Regions from separate parts of the Gossypium hirsutum genome. Here region 1 is linked to region 2. A link is a contact called in public Hi-C data. All regions are on one chromosome and are shown on one strand. The core of a region is the stretch at or near the end of the contact, and the rest is flanking DNA. Distances in the headings are between cores, read along the strand shown.

What was found. A called contact is a pair of places that touch in the nucleus more often than the background predicts.
Region 1: a Hi-C map of leaf shows a contact between it and region 2, with 4 times the contacts expected there. The contact joins the enhancer-like site here to the promoter of LOC107950305 in region 2. A contact is called at or near these places in 16 of 34 Hi-C or Micro-C datasets (anther, callus, fibers and 3 more).

The regions. Positions count from the first base shown.
Region 1 is chrD03:48,613,391-48,617,336 of Gossypium_hirsutum_v2.1, reverse strand. No RefSeq gene overlaps it. Among protein-coding and RNA genes, the nearest start is that of LOC121215561, 19 kb to the right of the region's middle. Within about 2 kb of position 2,521, at least 3 of the 9 cell types and tissues checked have an H3K27ac peak or open chromatin away from gene starts, as enhancers often do. A contact at or near this core is called in hypocotyl and leaf, where this site is marked.
Region 2 is chrD03:48,548,962-48,552,757 of Gossypium_hirsutum_v2.1, reverse strand. It overlaps LOC107950305, which reads left to right and starts at 1,575. Exons shown (of 4, transcript XR_001697981.2): 1 at 1,575-2,045; 2 at 2,191-3,796.

The sequences.
Region 1 (3,946 bases), core at 1,272-3,771, 64 kb before region 2:
GTTAGAAATATAAGTCCAAACTCAATTCAAAGTGAGTTGGGCCGATAGGGCCAAACGGATTGCTTGACCGATGAACACTTTTAATTATCATTTAAGAAGTAAGTAGGATATTTTTTAAATTTTTGAAACTTTTTATATATTTTTAAAATTCTTTAAATTCTTTTCATCATTTTTTGTTTTTTTAACATTTATGATTTTTATTTAAAATACGGAAAAACTTTAAATTTTATAAATTTTACGTACTTTAAAGAGTGAGAATCAAATTGATAAAAACTATAAACATGGAGGGCCAAAAAAGTTATTTTACCAGATTTGGAGACGTCTGATAAAAATGGTGATTAGACAAGACAAAAGGGATTCACAAGGGACTATTTTTCATTTCATTCCCTTCATTTCATCTTCATCGATTAAACATGACCTTAGAGATCAGCTCTACAGTATTTCCACAAAGAAACAATAACTCCATAGACTATAGTATACGAACTACAGAACTCAGAACTTCCCCATTCAATTAGACCGTCAGAAATATATTTAATATCAACAGTTTGGAGAGAAACAAACAATGGGTTACTGTTTTTATTTCGAAAAGAAGAAGAGAAAAGCAGGCTTTTGCTGAATGCAGGATAACGAACTCTCCATTAAAGTGAAACACAAAGGGAGAGTTCTGTTTTCTTTTAAGGGTTTTCTGAGCCACTGAAAGGATCAGAAGAAAGAAACCACAGTAGCCAATGCTAAACCCTCTTACTTTACTTAACGAACTGGCATTATTAAGCAATCAGTTTACCCGGAAAACTGTGGAAATGAAAATGATAATAGCTTTGATACGTTCCATCACAAGTTTGCTTTATGTTGGGAAAAAAAATATCCTAATACATAAACCTTGTATAAAATTGGAAGTGTAGTTAATGGAGATGGTACTGTTATTCGTTAGGCATGCTTAAGCTACTTTTAAAAAGGGATGCATATGTCTATTTTGAGGAAGCACTTGTTTTGTCAATGCCTCTGCCATTTTTACTTGGAAATGATACCTTCCATTTCATTAAAAGAAGCTTTTACAAAGATAGAATAATAATATAGTTTTTAAATTCGATTTCTTTTAAGGGACAAAAAAGAGAGCATCCAATGATGGTAGCTTTTTGTAGAATGATTCCATGAGAGAAGATATTGTACGAAATTGTTATTTTAATAATATCAAGTGCTATTTTTATTTTGAAATTTTTAATTTTTGGAGTTTTAGTTTCGATGTTTGATTAAAATTTCGAATCCGTTATTATATGTTTACTTTAGTTTTTGTTATTTTTAATGTTGAAACGATTTTTCTTTATTCATGAGCAATGGGTTTCAATCTATTGAGGTACCCGTATTCATAGAAGCGACCAAACAATTTTTTTATATAAAAATATTTAAATATAATTATGATATCATAAAGCTTGTGAAGAGGTATTGCTTTAATTAGAAATAATTACCATTCGGTTTGTTGGACAGAAAAACCATTACATTATGTCTTGATTGGTTATTATAGTTAAAAAAATTTAAAGTATTTTTATAACAATTTCTCGTGATAACCCTAAATAATTAAAGATTAAAAGTTAATTGTTTTTTAGTTTTTTTTATTATCCATCTACATATTTCTGTTAATATTAATATTCATGTGCATGTTAAAAAATTAATATTTGATGTATTAAAAATAATAGTGTTATATTCTCAGCGCTTAAACACTTATCAGCATAGTAAGACATCAAAATCAGTTTTTCTACCTTAGTCATCAAGTTCCCTTTACCTATAAATCTTCTAAGGCCAGGTTAGTTGCTCCTCTTCGGAAATGGTCTTGACCACTCACTCCGAGACAAGGCCACGCGTTCATTGAGAACACACTTCTAATGATATGTGGGCCCCATGTATGCTATGCCAATACCGTTTGGGACCACTTTGTCTGCACCTCAGGTACACTATACTAGTACATCCGCTATCTATTGTAACAATTTGTTACATCATGAACTTTTATAAATATCCTCCTAATAATAAAAAGATGACCAATCTTTTAAGACTTAAACCTTAAACTTATTATGAGCAATCTCTCTCTCCTCCAACAATTAACTTGTTCTCTCACTCTAAATGAGCCAACCTCCCTAACACAATCACATACTTCTTATAACTTCATTCCTACCTCTTTCCTTATTATACATTATATCAATAAATAATATTATTAAGAAAGAAAAAAGTTCAACAAATAGGATTAAAACCATCATAAGTGTCTTTTTAAATATATTAAAAAAATTAAAAAAATAAATAAAACACTTGTTATTATATTAAATAGATATTATTATTTAATTTTCGCATATGTCGGCAAAATTCTAAATAAATAAGGGCTAAAGAGGCATTGAGTTGATATATGAGTAGTCAAATCAGATTATTAACTAATCAACATCATCTCTCAATATTTAGCTTTTCATGGACCACTCATTTTTAACCACGTGGACTCATTTCTCCGGCCTCCCATGCCATTTTATTTGAGTTTTCCTTTTCCATCTTTTTTTTTTGGGGAGAAATCTATATTAAAAGAGTCCATGGTATTGCCATGGTCACAACAGTCCATGGAGCGAAATGTCGTGAGCATTTAACGGAAATGAATAACGGGCAATTCTAAGTTTTGGGTCCCCCACTTTTGTTGTTTATACGATTAGATCTTTGTTTGAACTAAATGTTCAATTAGGTACATGCCTCTAATTTATTTATTTATTTATTTTGTTACTAAATTTAGAATAAAATAAGTTATATTTGCTCAGTATAATAAAATCTTATGTTTGAATACAATTTATTAGTTATTTAGAATGATAATAAATTTAAAACTATAAATAAAAGGACGGTCATTTGGGTATAGGATTATTTTCCTTTTACATTATAAAAAATGTTAAAACTTCAATTTTAGTCCTTTTATTATGCCTAAATTTAAGATTTAAATTTTATAATTTAATTTTTAACATTGCCCATATATTTCTATAATGTTATTAGTAATACCAAATAGTTAATACTGTTAACGTTTCTTTTATAATGTTATGTGGTTATATATATAATTTGAATGCCCTAAGGGTCATATTTGGGTTCAGAGGCGGACCATTATGGTGGCCTAAGGGCCCTTGCCCCTCTAAAAAAAATTGAGAAAATTTAATTTCTCCCTTGAAATTTTCAGAAAATTTTTATTAGAACCTTTAAATTTTTGAAAATTCTCATTGTACCTTTTAATTTTTTTTGAAAATTTTAATTAAGCAATTTTTAAAATTTTCATTAATCTTAATTTTAATTAGACTCCTAAATTTTCTTTATTAAACTCCTAAAATTTTAAAAACTTTTACTAGGGCCCGTCAAAACTTAGTCCTAAACTATTTGGGTTTGCCTTTGTTGACATTATAAGTCAATGGGAAAATTTTAGTTTTGATCCCTATACTATGTTGATACTTTGATTGAATCCATATACTTTAATTTTTTTTACATAATTTGGCCCCTCTACTTTTATTGTGTCATTAGTTAGCCTAAATAGTTAATATTAACTATTTCAATTACAATGTTGATGTCATTTTTTCTTAAGAACATTATTCCATCAAAAAAATATTATGATAAATTCGAATGAGTGTTTTTAAGAAAAAAATTCACACTAGTATTTTCAACGTTACTTTTTTGTTACATTAGTACCAACTGATTTTTTTAAAAAAAATCTAATGTGACAACAATGAATTTAACAGAAAATTTTAAAAGTGGTAGTAACTGGACCTAGATTTTTAAAATTTAAAAGTAAAGGGACTAAATTTCAGAAAATAAAAGTAAGGAGACAAAATTTAAATTTACGAAGTGTATAGGTGTAACACCCCTTGCTCGACCAGATCACTGGGTCCGAGCTATAGAATGTTACACTCATTGCCGGAGCAACTTCAGACAAATATACATCATG
Region 2 (3,796 bases), core at 326-2,825:
AAAATGATTTTTTTTTAAATATATAAGAAGAAATGTGAAAGAGAAAAAGAAATTTGAAGAGTTAATATTAAAAGTTTAATTTTGGGTTAATTTCATTGTAGTTCATGTTGTATTTTGTATGGTTATGTTGAAGTTCTTATTTCATTTAAATAATTTCATTTTAGTTTTTTTTGTTATATAGAGTATATTTTTTTTATTTACATATTTACATTTTAGTCATTTTTACATTTTTTTATGTCTTTTTTATGTCTAATAAAAAAAGTCATTTCATATGTTTTATTTTTATTTTTTATTTTAAATTTAAGCTAATTTTGGTTTTAAATTTGAATTTTAACTGTGATGTTAATTTTTTTTAATTTTAAGTTTTAACTTTGGGTTTTAATTTTGATGTTATATTAATTTTAATTTAGTAAATATTCAATTTATTGTATAATTTTGTTAATTTTGTACAAACTTATGAAATGGAGCCTTTTGGATGGATGAAATAACTTTCTCATGCCGTTATAAATGTATTTTTTTAGTAAATTACAATAACAATGCAAAGCTCGATAATGAACGTAATTAGTGCGACTTGAACCTATAGCATACCTAGGACAGTGAGCCTTTTGACCATCAGACCATCACATAGGTTCCTATAAATACATATTTTAATTTGTTAGATTCTTCGATTGTTCCATACCATTTATTATTTGTACTATTTTATAGTAAATTTGATTATCATTATGCTAAAAGAATAAACCTCATAAAAGTTAATATTCTTTTAGTAAGATAAGAGTTAATCTTTAATATGCCACCAAAACAAGTATATAATTTTTCAATAAATTTTATCAATATGAATAAATGATAACAATTAATTGTAAGATATAATAAAAAATATATATTTTTTCAATAAATCAATGATAAGAATAAAGTACCGTTTCAAAAAGTGATAACAAAATAATATTAATTTATTTTTTATTGGATAAAAATAATATAAAAAGTAAGCTTTTAATTCAAATAAAATAGCTGTTTTATTTTCTTTCTAATTGATATCGTTAATGCTATATTTATGTCATAATAATGGATAATCCATTGTCTAAACTGTATATAAAATTTATTGTTTTTAAATTATAAATTTTATTGTATATAAAAATAAATAAATAAATCTTAATACATATTTTTATTATTAAATAAAATTAACTAGTGCACGCACGGATATACAAACTTATATCTTATATATACATTAAATTAAGGTTTAGACATAAAAAAAAAAGTTTATGATTTCATTTTTGCATATTTTATTTATTTAATATTAATATTTGTTTTTCATATCCTTTATACATGAAATATATTATATTCCACATTAAACTCTTGCATTGTACGAAAGAAAAGTAAAATTTAGGAAATAATAATTTTAGTAGATAAATTCCTTTTTATGAGAAACATAACCGTCTATTTAACTACCACCACCTTCCCGCTGTAGTCTAAAGCTTCAAAAAATTGAAAAAGGTAAAAAATAATAAAAATGAAAAAGGAATTGAGGGACTTAAACGACGTCGAAGAGGCAAAATAGCGCCTAAAGCGGGCCAAGATCCAACGGCGGGAAACTTCCTAAATGCTAAATCACGAGCCTTTCTCTTCTTCTGCTTCTCCCTTTCCCTCTTTCTCTCCCGCACGAACTCAACTCACTGAGTCAAGTCCAGTCAAGTTCCTTTCCACTCTCTTTTCTTTCTTCCCCCGCCCCCCCCCTCAACCCTATGCCCTTTTTCGTCTTTTCCTCTGCAATTTCCATCCAAGGGCTCCCATCCTTCCACGTCACTTCCGTCTTCTTCAACTCCCCCCTTCCCCTTCCCCTTCCCCTTCCCCTTCCCCTGATCCCCTCATCTCCTTCCTCTTTTATTTCAAAAACTCCCTTTAGGGCTTCTCAGATTTAACTCTCTCTTCTTCTTCTTCTTCTTTTTGCTTTTTTTTCCTCCTTATTTTTCTTGATTAGAAAATTAGAAGAAAAGGAGATCTCCAAATCTTCAATTTCGCCGCTGATATTTCTTCACTTCCTTTCGGACGAGGTATACATATACATATATATGTTTTTATATTCTTTTGAATGTTGTTTTGCTTCTTCAACTTAATTATTTTTACTGTATTTCAGTTTTTCTTTTAGTTCGCAATTTCAAATTTTGAGAATTTATTTCCTTTATTTGTTTCTGTTAGGTTTCTGATGAGTTCGTTGTACTCGGAAAACGGTGAAAATAATTCTTTTTGAAATATTAAATTGGTAGAATTGAGGATTAGATTTTTTTTTTTTGGTGCTTAAGGTTATGATGGCGATTGAGAAGAGTAATTCCAAAGTTTCACCCTTTGATTCGGAGTTTTCGCCTGGTAGTAGAGAGATGACTGTGTCAAGTGATGAGGACGAGCTTCAACGTCCAAGCTCAGCCGTTGATTCTGATGATGAATTTGACGATGATGCTGATTCAGGAGCAGGTTCGGATGACTTTGATTTGTTGGAATTAGGTGAAACCGGGGCTGAATTTTGCCAAGTCGGGAACTCGACCTGTTTGGTTCCTTTTGAGTTATATGATCTTCCTGGATTGGAAGATATTTTGTCTCTTGATGTGTGGAATGAATGTTTAAGTGATGAAGAGAGGTTTAGCCTTACTAAGTTTTTACCTGATATGGATCAGGATACCTTTATGCGGACCTTGATCGACATTTTTAATGGTAATAATCTTCACTTTGGGAGTCCTATTAAGAGTTTGTTTGATATGTTGAAAGGAGGGTTGTGTGAGCCGAGGGTTGCACTTTATCGGGAGGGCATGAATTTCTTTCGGAAGCGGCAGCATTACTATCATCTGAGGAAGCATCAGAATACTATGGTTGTCAATCTTATTCAAATGAGGGATGCTTGGCTTAATTGTAGGGGATACAGTATTGAGGAGCGGCTTCGTGTTTTGAATATTATGAGAAGTCAAAATAGTTTGATGTATGAGAAGTTGGAAGATAAGGATTCTGCATCCTCTGATGGAGAGGATTTGGTTGATGGTTTTTGGAGCAAAAGAGTTAAGGACTGGAAAGCTCCACAGAAATCAGGTCGCTACTCTGGCTTTGGGGTTGAACCAGTTTTAGAGTTTGCATCGCGAGGACAGCTGATGGATTTGGAACCATCAAAATACAGGAAGCAGAATCCAAAAGGCAAACTGAAGACAGGTGAGTCAAAACTTCCTTTTGCAAGAGAGTTTGGCAGCCGCTTTTCCCCTGATTTAGATATGAATTCTGAGCCATATGGTTTGCCAGGAACACTTCCTCGAGAGAAATATGAGTCTGCAGCACTCAGGGCAAGGGATTGGATGAGGTTAGATGATGCTGAAGACCCAATGTTTGGAACAGGTATTCAGCGAAACCAAAATGCTCTCGATGATAGCATCATGGGCAAATCTGGTTCTTTGAGAGCAAGGAAGAAGTACAATCTTTTAAGAGGGGAAGAATTAGCCACTGATAGTTTCATGGCTTCGCCTTTGTCTTCAAAGCATGCTTTCCTTTCCTATGGTAGGAATAGGAATGCGAACGCTTCAAAGCCTCCTAATATGAGAACATCTTATAATTTTCCCAAAAAGTCCAAGCGTTTCAAAAACGACCCACTATTTGCAGCCGGAGATCAAATAAAGTCTATAAAAGGCCGAATTCCTTCACTGCCATTGCAAGGGAGTCGAGTTGACTTATCTGAGCGCACTGAACTGTTTTGGCAAAATGAAAACCAAGGAGAAGATTTCTCTGTGGATTTGTCTGTTAGACCTGATGATTGGAATATTAAGCACAA